2 separate regions of the Mus musculus genome follow, and region 2 is linked to region 1. A link is a contact called in public HiChIP or PLAC-seq data. All regions are on one chromosome and are shown on one strand. The core of a region is the stretch at or near the end of the contact, and the rest is flanking DNA. Distances in the headings are between cores, read along the strand shown. Region 1 overlaps Casp3 (caspase 3). Region 2 overlaps Irf2 (interferon regulatory factor 2).

What was found. HiChIP or PLAC-seq counts read pairs in DNA pulled down with a chosen protein or histone mark.
Region 2: a contact with region 1 is called in an HNF4G HiChIP or PLAC-seq map of pancreatic cancer cells. The contact joins two enhancer-like sites. A contact is called at or near these places in 1 of 15 datasets of contacts at CTCF or cohesin (the NIH/3T3 cell line), 1 of 484 Hi-C or Micro-C datasets (nephron progenitors), 1 of 115 datasets of contacts at active chromatin or transcription factors (pancreatic cancer cells) and 3 of 9 other capture datasets (adipose tissue, liver and pancreatic islet).

The regions. Positions count from the first base shown.
Region 1 is chr8:46,636,033-46,642,653 of GRCm38.p6, forward strand. It overlaps Casp3 (caspase 3), which reads left to right. Exons shown (of 7, transcript NM_001284409.1): 6 at 170-290; 7 at 1,887-3,666. The coding sequence ends at 2,116. Among named protein-coding and RNA genes, the nearest start is that of Casp3, 22 kb to the left of the region's middle. Within about 2 kb of position 3,074, at least 154 of the 459 cell types and tissues checked have an H3K27ac peak or open chromatin away from gene starts, as enhancers often do. A contact at or near this core is called in the NIH/3T3 cell line, adipose tissue and pancreatic cancer cells, where this site is marked.
Region 2 is chr8:46,808,524-46,815,144 of GRCm38.p6, forward strand. All of the region lies in intron 5 of Irf2 (interferon regulatory factor 2), which reads left to right. Among named protein-coding and RNA genes, the nearest start is that of Gm39170, 19 kb to the right of the region's middle. Within about 2 kb of position 2,943, at least 123 of the 459 cell types and tissues checked have an H3K27ac peak or open chromatin away from gene starts, as enhancers often do. A contact at or near this core is called in the NIH/3T3 cell line, adipose tissue and pancreatic cancer cells, where this site is marked.

The sequences.
Region 1 (6,621 bases), core at 1,824-4,323:
ATAACTCCAGCTTGTATCAAGTTGACACACAAAACCGGCCAGTACAGTGTTGCTCTTTTTTTTTTTTTTTTTTTAACTTCCTAGTTCTCAGACCACACTTAGAGTTTTCAGATGTAAACTGTGTGTGTGTATTTTTATAAGAAGCGTATGTATGTCTTCCGACACCCAGGCCTGCCGGGGTACGGAGCTGGACTGTGGCATTGAGACAGACAGTGGGACTGATGAGGAGATGGCTTGCCAGAAGATACCGGTGGAGGCTGACTTCCTGTATGCTTACTCTACAGCACCTGGTGAGAAAATGTCAAAAGGATGTTTTGTGTGGATATTAGATGAGTTATATTGTGACACATTATGAAGCTGAGCAGTGAAGCCTATTCTAAAGGCTAGTAAGATGTTTATATACCCTTTACAAAAGTACCCTTACATCCCTAAAATAACTAACCCGCCATCTTAGTTACTTTCCTATTGCCGTGACAGAACGCCATGACCAAGGCAACTTACAAAAGAAAATGTTTAATATGGAGCCTGTGAGTACAGAGGATGAGAGTCTGTGGACCATTGTGGCAGGAAACGGGGGTGGAGGTGAGGGCGGCCATGCAGTAGACAGGTGTAGGCTTACATCTCCATCTACAAGCACAGCACAAGGTAGAGAGAACTAACTGGAAATGATGCTGGCTTTTGAGTCCTCAAAGTCCACCTGACACACCACTTTCACCAAGGCCATGATTCCCAATCCTTCCCAAAAAGTTCCACTTACTCGGGACCAAGTATTCAAACATGTGAGCCTATGGGGGTCATTGTCATATAAACAACCACACACACACACACACACACACACACACACACACGGTGTTCAGTTGTTTGTGGGTGTAAACCTGTATGTGGTTATGTGCATATCGTAGTCTGAGAAAACCTGGCTCTCACAGTTGTCTTTTGAGTTCCATGTGTACTGTCTGGCACATGCACAGCTACATGCACACAATAAGTAGATAGAGAGATAGATAGATAGATAGATAGATAGATAGATAGATAGATAGATAGATAGATCTATTAAACAAATAAAATATACTCATCTTGTTTATTTTATCCACTAGGTATCTTCTAAGCAGTGTACTTCTAAGCTAAACACAATGAATCCTGTAGTTAATCTGAAAATAAATACAAAAACCCTATGGGGGGGGGCCTTTTTGAATACTATTTGTTTTATTCATCCAGTTGCCCCAGAGGCAAACTAATGTCATTTTTTTAAAGTGTACATCTCTAATAAACAGCTTAGTGGTTAAGGGCACTTGTTACTCATGCAGAGGACCTGGCTTCGGGTGCTCACAGCCGCACGGTAGCTCACAACCACGGGTAACCCTGATTCCAGGGTTCTGACTCCCTCTTCTGATCTGCGTGGGCACAGGGCACTTGCATACATGCAGGCTGAGACATCATAAACATAAAATGAATAAGCAAAGAAACCTTTTTAAAGTGTGTGTATATGTAAGCAGTTTATTTCCTGCCTGAGCCAGTATTCATAACAGATGAGTTCAGATTGAAACACCATGTTACCTACAGGGTCCCATTTGCATAGCTTTGCACAACCTGGTATTGTCCGGTCTGTGTCTTCCTCTTCTTCGCCCTGACCTATGGGAAAGAGACCCTAAAGTAGAACTCGGGAAACCAACAGTAGTCAGTCCTGATTGATCTGCGTTTTCTTTTCCAGCAGAGAGCAGTGAGGTCTGGAGTCCAGGGTTGCTAATTATTTTCCTTTGTGTGGCTTCTAAGACTGAGGAAGCTTATGTCTGTCTGGATCGTTCTGGTTATATGAAAATGTGTAGACTCCTCCAGAGTGATGCTGTGGTGTAATAGAAGATACAGTCCTTCGTATTTTTGCCTCCTAGGTTACTATTCCTGGAGAAATTCAAAGGACGGGTCGTGGTTCATCCAGTCCCTTTGCAGCATGCTGAAGCTGTACGCGCACAAGCTAGAATTTATGCACATTCTCACTCGCGTTAACAGGAAGGTGGCAACGGAATTCGAGTCCTTCTCCCTGGACTCCACTTTCCACGCAAAGAAACAGATCCCGTGTATTGTGTCCATGCTCACGAAAGAACTGTACTTTTATCACTAGAGGAATGATTGGGGGTGGGGGGGGGCGTGTTTCTGTTTTGTTATGCCAAATGAGAAAGCTGTCAGGGAGACTCTCATTTAAATCTAATCTGACGGTCCTCCTGGTCTTTGTACGCTACCACTGCCTAGCAATGCAGCCAGCCACAGTGCAGCTACCTCAACTTCGACATCAGGTAGTTGAAATGAAATTTAATTTAATAAGGAGCAAGTAACTGTCAATGATGGTACTATCATCCTAGATGAAATTACAAAGTTGCCCTTTTATAATTAGCAAGATTTGGCGATACTATGAATTTTGAAGTCATTTTGAAGCAGTACAGCTTTTCCACTGATGATTTTATACTCCCCACTCATGTTAAGAATGTTGTTCTAGTTTTCGTTAAACGTAGAAACAATAATGTCAAATGATAATGTCTTAGAACTTGAATCCATGAGCAGAGTCAAAGGCTGGAACCCTTGTTTTGGACCTGATTTATGGAAGTGAAGAGTTGGACCACCATAGCATGCATTATAGCTACTGGTTTTGTGACAGTTGTCCACAACACGTATTTGTTATTTTAAAAAAAAAAATCATGTTTTATTACTGGAACAAAAATAACTTGAGTATTTATGTGAGAGGAAAACCGTGTGCGAACTTGGTTGACTCATTGAAGGCAAGGTGCTAAAATCCATCAGCATTTGTTTCTTACTTATCCTTATACAAATCAGCTCGGTCTTACAGACCAGCAAAATATCTCAAGAGCTGTTATGTAACAGCCTCAAATGGTTGATTATTAGAATGAAGTACAGGAATTCTATAGGAATATACTATAATACCAGTTGTCAAACAGAGCTTAAGAAAAGGAGAGATGAAATCTACTGTAGTTGGAGAGAATGTGGTTTGAGCCAGAGCAGAGACTTGGCAGAGCCATGGGCACATCTTCAGAAAAGGCCTGCCAGCTGGACTCCCCACCCCTCACCCCACCCCCCTTGTGAGTTCTGGTTTGTGTGGATGATGTCCAAGTTACCACGTGGGAAAGTGAACCAGATCACAAACTTCTGCAAAAAGGCTTTCCCAGAGGGCTGAGAGTCTGAAGAAAGTTCACTGGACTCCATGTCCAGAGTCTGTAGCATGCTGACTTTTCTGTTGACGTTTACAAAGAAAGGAAAAATAATGGTGATATTTATACTGTGCTAGAAACGAAAGGGCCAGGGCACACAGGACTTGGAAAGCATCCAGCAATAGCCCTGCAGCCCATGTGGAGAAGCTGCGGGCTGCAGTCCATCCTCAGGGAGACTGTGCTCTGCTCCTGGCCTCCTTATGGGGGTGCTGAGTCACTGCTGGCTCTCGCAGCATTTCTCCTAAGCTTCCTTGTTGCACAAAGAAAGGAAGGAACTCACATTGTAACGGATAGATTCTTGTTTAGACTGGCTTTGTTGTTAACGCTTTCTAAGTGAATGCAGCATGTGATGGTATTTTAAAGTGTGTTCCCATGTGACAATTTTATAAAAGTTTGTTACCTTGCAATTTTATTTCAAAACATAAATTCAGATTTAAAATTATCAGTGTATTTGAGGGTTTGTTGTTGTTGTTGTTGTTGTTGTCGTCGTCAATACTTTTGCTGTTGTAATAACTAAGTGAAAGTTAAAATAATTTTAACCCACAGTCTAATTTGAGAGAGTCAGAGGATGCAACAAGGCCTTAATCTAATATGTTAAGGTGTTGGCAAGTGGAAGAACCTCTGATATGATAGGATTTAAACCCAAAGAAATAGGTAGAATATACTCAAAGAATACAGGAAGGGGTGGGGACTCAGCTCCTCCAAAGTTTACATAATAACCACAGCTTCTCTAAAGTGAAGGTCAAAAGTGGATCAAGGAACTCCTGTACACAAGGAGGAGCGTGTCACGAATGTTTTTGTCTAGCTGCTTTCTAACAGGGGATAGGGTGGTGGAGAAATGACTCAGCAGTTAAGAGCGTCGGCTGTTCTTCAGAAGAACTGGATTTGAACCCAAGCACCCACATGGCAGCTCACAATTTTTTGTAACTAGCTCCAGGGGACCCAACTGCCTCTTTTTGCCTCCTTGGGAATTTTATGCACATGGTGCAGAGGCATACACGTGGGCTAAATACCTATATACATGAAATTAAACCTTTAAAGACTAGCTCTTTAATGTGTGGAGAAAAGGCTAGCCCATTGTAATTTCCATACTATCTATATAAAGAGGTCTGAGATAGTACAAAGAAAACAACTGGAGCTATGGGTCTGGGAGTAGTTAGCTGGGTAAAGCAGTTTCCTTGCCAGCACAAGAACCTGAACTAGAACTTGATCCCCAGAATCCATGTTAAAAGGAAAAAAAACCCGAATTGTGATGCTCGCTTATAATTCCAGCAGTGATGGAGATAAGTGAGTTCCTGAGGCTCACTGGTCAACCAGCCTAGTCTCCATGGCAAACGCATGGCTGATGTGCTCAGCTATGGAGAAATGATACCAGTCCCATTATCACCTGGCCTACACATACACAAGATAAAAACCATCAACTGGGCCATGTATGTGAATAGAGCAAGTGTAAACAAAGAGAGCATATACCCCTTATGTTCAGATAACCCAATCTCCCATCATAATAAGAGGAATATAAATTATGATATCACCTACCAGACTGGACAGTATCGCCCAAGTGCTGGAGGTATAGGCATGCATCACCATGCCAAGCATGTGCTGTGGTTAATCCCAGCACTCGGGAGGCAGAGGCAGGTGGATTTCTGAGTTTGAGGCCAGCCTGGTCTACAGAGTGAGTTCCAGGACAGCCAGGGCTGTACAGAGAAACCCTGTCTCAGAAAACAAAACAAAACAAAAAACAAACAAAAACATGTTGCATGAATATTCATGAGATGGATGGCATATTCAGAGGGGTAAGGTGACCATTTGTTCCCTTCCAAACCATAGTGAACCAGATCTCTTCTTGGCTAGTCCTTCCCATGATCCTCTTTAAAAAGAGAAGCAAACTCACTAAGAAAATGATATTATAAACAAATTGAGATTTCCCAAGGTGGTCTACCCTTTGTTATAATATATTTGTGGCAATTTGGTTCGGTTCCCTTGTACTTAGTTTCTGCTTTGCGGGGACGAACCCAAATGCAGCTTAAAAGATGGAGTAAACCTCTAAAGATCATTTCAAACACCAGGAGAATCAGCTACCAAGAAACAGGTGTAGTGTTCCGTGGTTACCTCTTAACTAACTCCTCGACTTCTGATCCTCGGTGGGAGCTGTGGAACAATAGACCCAACTGTGAGAGTCTGTGGTCGGAAATGGCTTGTCTGAGTCAGAAGTGAAGCAGAGTTTACAGTGAAGAAATAAGTGTTGACTTTGGAAAAGAAGGCACATGACTAAGGTAGGTAGATAGGGTATTTTCCTTCCATTCAATCTGTGATACCCACTTCCTTCCTGGTGTCAATTATCTGTTAGACTCCCTCCCAGAACTCAGGAGAATTCTTTAGTTATAGGACTCAGTTTGTTAACTAATACGATTGAAGAATGTGGAAATGCAGGGCTAGGTGTGGTGGGGAGGGACACAGATTCTCCTTGTTTTCTTGGAGTGTCCCCCCTCAACCCCCACCCCCACCCCTACTCTGAACTGTTCAACCACTTGGAAACTGAAGCTCATCAGGACTTCTAGAACTCAGGCCCCAGCAACTCTACTTCCCCAGAAGTCAGAGCTAGGATGGGCCAGTCCCAGCAGCCTTCACTGAGATGATCTATGGCTCTGCCTACCGTTAGCATAAACTTAGGTGTGAGCTAAAGGGACTTGCTATTAACATCAGAAGTCACTCCTATCTCTCTGGAGAATCTAAGCAGTTTAAGACTTCTGTATGCAGGAAGTAGGGGGCTGGGAGATCATGTTTCTCATACTGGACTTGAGGGAACTTGTGATTATAGATTTACTTGGGAAGAAGAGTTGAAAATGGTACAAGGCGTTTCAGGATACACAGGCCGCCTGGTGACGGGAAAGAGCAGCTGTTTTCTTGGGTTCTTGGTGGGATCTAGAGTGTTAATCATGAGGTGGTTCTTGGTGGGATCTAGAGTGTTAATCATGAGGTTGGCATTCTCCTCTTCTGGCTTCAGGGAGTTTTTCCATTTAAGATAATAGAGCAATGATGGCCAGTTTGCCCCTGGAGACATTTTAGCATTACCTTGTACCTGGTGGGTCTTGTGATAAGATAAAGGGAGACCAGGACATGCCATACATTGTATAAATAGGTTCCATACATTGTACAGGTAGGTTCCATACATTGTACAGATAGGTCCCATGCATTGTCTATACACTGCATGTTTTATTCAATCTGGGCCCCCAGGTTATGGGATGATGCCACTCACATTGAAGGGTCTCTCCTCACTAAATCCTTTCTGGAAGCGCCTCCCACATACAGAGATACTTTTAGGTGATTCTAGATCCAGCCAAGTTGACAATGAAGATTAACCATGCTCTGTCGCAGATCCAAAGGACAGGACCGAGGACAGGATTTG
Region 2 (6,621 bases), core at 1,693-4,192, 170 kb after region 1:
ATTGAAGTGGATGTAGGACATTCTGATTTATCTTAAAAAAAAAAAACCACGAAGGGACATAATTTAGGTATCTCATTAGACTTCAGAAGGGACAGCATCCTGTGTGTGCCATGAGGGTACTTGGCTGCTCTCCAGGATTCTCCGCCCCTGCCAGGTACCTTCATGGAAAATGTAGTAGTGTCTGTGTAGAACCTATCCACATCTTCCATCTACTTTAAATTACCCCTTGGTTACTTTTTATACCTAATATGATATGAAAGTTGTTGTGTTTTATCATTTAGATAACAATAAGAGGAACAGGTCTATATATGTTTTGTACAGACCAGTGATTGGTTGAATATGTGGGAAATATGTAGGTCTAGAATTGTGAATACATATGGCTGTCTGTTGTTAGACTTTTTTTTTTTTAATGTGTCTAGGCTGCCTACATGTATGTCTGTGCACTATGTACTTGCCTGGTACCTGCAGAGGCCTCAGATCCCTTGGAGCTGGAGTTAAGGACAGTTGTGAGCCTCCAGGTAGATGCTGAGAATTGAACCCGGGTCCTCTCAGAGAGTAGCGAGTGCTAGTAACTCTAAAGCCATTTCTCCAGCTCCTGTAGTTAGAGTCTGAGGGAAATCTTAGCTAGCTGTTCAAGGTTGAGAGGTGCTTATCTCTGTGATGGAAAATAAATATTTTAGGTAGACTAGCAGTGACACTTTGTTTCATTTTTGATGTTTTAAAGTTTCTGATTTATTTTAAAAATAGCACCGGACTGGGGACTGGAGAGGCAGCTCAGTGGTTAAGACTGTGTCTAGGGGACCTGAGTTTGGTCCCCAGCACCTATGTCAGGTGGCTCCCAACTACCTTTAACTTCAGCTTCAAGAGATCCAAAGCCCTCTTCTGGCCTCTACAGACATACACCTCTCTCTCTCTCTCTTTCTCTCTCAATCTCTCTCTCTCTTTCCCCCCCCCATATCCCTCTCTCTCTCACACACACATGCTTAAATAAATAATTCAATAAATAGCATAGGACTAATGATTAATTTTGTTGTAATTTTTATTGTGGAAAATTTTTATACATGTAGGAAGGAGTAAGATTTACTGTAGATCACCCTCTAATTTTAATATCAATCAATTCTTGACCAGATTTGCTTCATCAGTGCTTCCATCCTTTCCCTCACTTTCAATATCATCATAGATATTTGACCCATTTTGACTACAGAAACAATTTGTGATAGTTGTCAAAATATTTTCAGGCAAATCTCAAATATGATGTTTCTTCTGTAAGCATTTCACTATATATTTTTAAAAGTACATGCCCTTTAAAAATACCATGCTGTCATTATTTTAGCTGATGAATTTGACAGGAATCCCTCTGTATCGTTAAATATCTAGCCAATGCTCAGTTTTCCTATTATCACAGAAATGGTACTACAGTTTTATATACATATATATCTGTAATATAGTTATACATATATACGTGTAATATATATTTTATATATGTCTATTTGTATCTGTAATATATATGTATATATTACCTTAACTAATACCCACACCATCAGCTGGGTGTGGTAGAGAGCACATATCTGTAATCCCAGCATCCAAGAGGCTAAGTTAGGGAGATCTTGAGGGTGATTGTCCTGCACCATATAATTTGAAGAAAACTTTGTTTCGGAAAAGAAAGAGAAATTTACCTGAGAACCCCATAGGAACTTTTTGCTGTATCTCAAGAATTTTTCTTTTTTAAAAATAATACCTTTTAATGGTTTATTTTTACTTCCTGTGCGTTGGTGTTTGGCGTAGGTGTTGTCCGTGTGAGGCAGTCAGATCTGGAACTGGAGTTGCTGACAGTTGTGAGCTGCCGTGTGGTTGCTGGGAATTGAGCCCAGGTCCTCTGGAACCCAGAATTTTCTTTCTTCCTTCCTTCCTTCCTTTCTTTCTTCCTTCCTTCCTCTCTTTCTTTCTTTGTTTCTTTCTTTGTTTCTTTCTTTCTTTCTTTCTTTCTTTCTTTCTTTCTTTCTTTCTTTCTTTGCTTGCTTGGTTGGTTTTTCTTTGAGACACAGTGTCACTGTGTAGCCTAGGCTAGCCCCAGACTTGCAGCAGCTCTCTGCCCTCAGCCTGTCTAGTACTGGATCATGGACCAGAGCCACCACAGCCACCACGAGTGACCTTGCTTTCAGTCTAGGGACATTTTCTATGTCTCTTTTTATAAAACAAAACAAAACACAGCATTATTTTCTCCCTATGATTATAAAAAAACTAATTATTAGCCATACTGTTTTCCATGGTGATATTTTTAGACCTGCATTTTGAGTGTCCCAAATATATCTCTACATCTCAGTAAGAGATGTATAACTTTTTTTTCCCACCACAAATACCTAGTTTGAAGAATTCACTGTACTCTTAGGTGTGATTGTCTCATATTTAGTATGTTCACAGCATTCAGTGACTAGCATAGAGCAAACTATACATATCTGATAACTGAGTGGGAGCATGAACATTTATTAAAAACGCAGATATATTTATTCTGTATGGTGGGAGTCAGGGGCTTTACAGTACAGATTTAATTTCATAATTGCAGCGAGTAGAAAAACAACAGCAGAATAACATTTACTTTTCACTATATTTTCCCCACACGTAACCACTATATTCCATTCAGTATCAAATACCAAAGGTTATATGGCTGGCCGTTACGTTATGTCTCTTTAAGACAGACACACTACTTCCGGTGAAGCAGTCAAGGCTGAGACATGCAGCATCCCGGGGCTGTAGGAATGTAAGGAAATGTGCTTCCTAGGGTGGGTGGCATGTGGGGGTCCTCGTAAGAAAAGGGTAGCTTTGGTTACATCAGCCTCGTGGGGCCACTAAAATGTGGTAGGCACAGCCCTGGTGAGACTTAGCCATGTTCATCCAGGAAGTGAGCGGCCTTAAATGAAGCCACGTGGGTGGAGCTCCTGCTCAGGAGCATCTGTTATGAAATCCTTGTGTAACAAAGCTATGATTAACACTGTGTTCCTCAAGGGACATTGTTCCTTCAGCGGAAGGCTGATGAATCATACTTAGTGCAGCCTAACCTTTGGATGTAGCTATCTTTTGCATTTGTCTTGCATGCAGTGTTATAGTAGAACGTGTATCAGGCCGGTGGGTTTTTCCCAATTCTGGGGTTTATAGTTGCTAAAGGCATTGATCGATCTGCAGAATGATTCCAAAGTTAATTCCACAATGGCTTTGGGATCATTACAGTTAAAAGATTGTCTTTAATAAAGGATTAATAGTCTACTTTTTTGTTAAAAGTCTAAGTATGTAAGCTGTGCCAGGTTTGATGGCATATGCCCTGTAATCCTAGCAACTGGGAAGTGGAGGTAGAGGGTCAGGAATTTTAAGGTAAACCTAGGCTACATAGGAAGTTTGAAGTCAGCCTGTGCTACAATAAATCCTGGTTCATAAAATAAAACAACCACCAGCCATACTGGGCCATGGACACATTCACTGTATGTTCCTTGCTGTTTCAGAAAATAGTTTCTCCAAGGATCCGTGGAGGGAGGACGTTGTCAGAGTTAAAATGGAGTCACTGGGCATGGTAGTGTTTTCCTGTCAGTCTGGCCTTGACAAGGCTGGAGCAGGGGGATATTAAGTTTAAGGGAAGTCTGGGCTTCATGATAAACCCTTATCTCAAACCAAGATGAAGTTGGTTGTGCCAGCTCTTCCCAAAGTCAAGGGGTTTGAAGAAAATGCTTTTTATGCATGGATAGCTGACAATAAATATGTTCTAACTTTCCTTCATTCCAACCTGTGTTCATCTAAACACAGACAAATTCCACCTCAAACAGAAACTGGGGTGTTGTAACTGGCTTGGCAGAAATGAAGGTATTTTTGAAGAGAAGTGAACAGACAATTCAAACAGTGGACCCCAAAGAAATGGGACGTTTCCCCAGAAATCTCTTGCAGGGAGAAGGAAAAGCCCCCAACCAATGGGGAAACTTGTCTCCCAGTGAGATTTCACACCATCCTAATAATTTGTTAGACCACGCTTTCATCTCGAAGCCTGTTCTGCAAGCCATGTTTGGTCGCCCATCCTCAATAGCCACTTAAAAGAGCCAAATTAATAGTAGAAAACTGAAAATTGAGATTTTTTTTCAATATGACAACATTGTGGAGAAGAACAGAAAGATCCGGTAAACCCTCAGGTCCATCTTTAAGAACCTGAAAGGCCACCATCTTCAGGGTCCCGAAAGGCAATAAAAGTTTAAATAGAAGACAGAGAACATGAACATCTATCTACACAGTGCTGGTCAAGGTGTGGTCCTGCCCACCACTGACCCATCATGTTCTGGGCTTCAGTTACATTTTGTAAGGCCATCTAATTGGAAGAGCTACACCTCTAAAATATCTTCATTTTTATCACTGTCTATCTGAGAGTATATTCTGTGTGCTCAGTGGGCCACACATCACTAAAATAAACTACCTCTGTGGCGCTACCTGTCTGACCTAAGAAAATTAGAATAAGAGAAACGTTAGTAAGCAGTCTCAGACTGAACAGTGAATGTATGCGTTTCAGAAAATACCATGGAACAGATTGCCCTGGTACAACAGATTGCTCTGTTCCATATAGGCAAGACCAAGGACGATAAGGCTAACAGTAGGCAGGGTGGTAGGTGTTGACAATTTTTAGTTCCTCTAAATGATACTATTCCCTTATTTAGCTCTTCCTGGGATGGTCAGAGTTTTCCCCTTTTCCCTATCTAGGAAGTACAGGCATAGGGGATGAGTCATTTTCCCAAGATGGCATGGCTTTCTGGAGTTTGAGAACTCTTCTGGGAGCTGCAGAACTTGAGCCTGACCCTGGGGAGGGAAATGTGGCCCAGATCAGATAATGCTCACTCCTTAGGAAGGGATGCTTCATGAGTGAAGGCCTAGAGGTCAGCGTTATTTGGTTTCCTCTGAATGAATATGGAAACTGGCTTAATTTAATCAGGGGCATTGTGTGGAGAACAATGGAAAATAAAGATGCCCAGGTAAGATGGATATGAACGAGTGCTTCCTGCATCAGGGGGAGTGGGGGGGGGTTGGTTGCAGATGAAAACACAAGCATTTCCAAATCAACGCATCAGTGTTCCCATGGAAACCGAATAGAAAGGGGCGTAATGTCATTTGGTGGAAGTCACTGGTCTGTGTTCGTTCCGAGGGCAGCCATGTGGTTAGAAATTACAGAATAGCTGGTGTCCATTCTGCAGACCTTTCTCACAAGACTGTTTCCTGCAACAGTACATTCCTGATTAGACAGGACGATTGGGGCAGCAGCAGCTCCTTCCTTGCTTGGGAAAACTCTTCAGGTTTAAGACTATGATGACCAGGGAACCTGTATCGGAGGGCGACTTGAAAACACATCAGAGCTGCTTTGGATAAAGCCAGCTAGGAAGATGAAGCAGGTTAGGAGCTATCCATCACTGGCCATTCCCACCCCCCTCCCCTGCTGGTGGACTAAGTCACTTCTCTGGACACAGAAAGGGATAGCTTTCATCTTAGAGGAAAGAAAACATAGTTTATTCTAGAGCTAAATTTGAGTGACCATGGCTCTGGAACACCGATTTAGGTCACTCCAGATTCCATGTTCCACCGTGGAAACAGCTTTGTGAGGTTTTATAGTTATGCAGAATCAAGAAAGTCCTGTCATGGCAAATTTAAACCACATCGGTGGGTGCCTCAGAGAGGCTTTCTCGGTGATCAGGGGAACCTTTCCCATAGGCCTCATATCTGATGGCATTCTTACTTTGGGAGTTGTTAGAAGCTAGTGTTGTGCTGTGAGGCAACATAGTTCAAAAAGTGTTTATTGACTAGTCCCACCATGTTGGTTCTGACACAGTGTGGGCAAGGATAGCTATTAAGGAAGCTAAAGCTAGCTCAAGATGAGCTAATTAGTCCTACACCATTTCAGTCTCCTTATCTTACTGAAGTTCTACTCAGTGTATCAGTCTCTTTAGATGCAGCTCCTTGCCAGGAAGTCTTGTTAACACTTCTTTAGGAAATCAAGTTGAGCTACTTGGGGCAAAGGTTTGGAGCCCAGTGGATCAAGGTAAAAGGAAGAAAATGGCAGACTGCACAGTAACAAATATAGACAAAGATGGTGACCGTTGGGATGGAGCCCAGGGGACATTGCTTCCGAGTATGGAGCGTGAAGACAGGAGTAGTTAAAAGAGGAAGATACAGAGAAGGAATACTAGGTCTGGAGCTTGTTTGTGAGTGAAATGACATCTGGCAAGCAGATGTCATGCTGAGTGTCTGAGGCCCAAAGGTGTGACCCTTTACTCCAGAATGACATTGGAAGTCTTGAAAACAGGCCCTTTTCCAAGACAGAAATTCTCCGAGATGTAGGGAAAGAAAAGGGAGTGAGGAATTAGCCATGGGAAGCTGGTCAGTTAGAGATGAGTAAAGATGGCCTTCCTTCAGGGAAGGAAAGGTGGAGGCAGGCTGGAGGCTGCTTGGCAGCATTTGTTCTCCATGATGCTATGGCTGCTGAGGTGACCTCTGCACCCTCTAGAGTTCTGTCTCTGCCTTTCTTCATGAAGCTCAGCCTGGCCCTTTTCACAGAGACCTGGAGGCACTCTTAGATCTGAGGTCCTCAGATTGACTTTGAGAGAG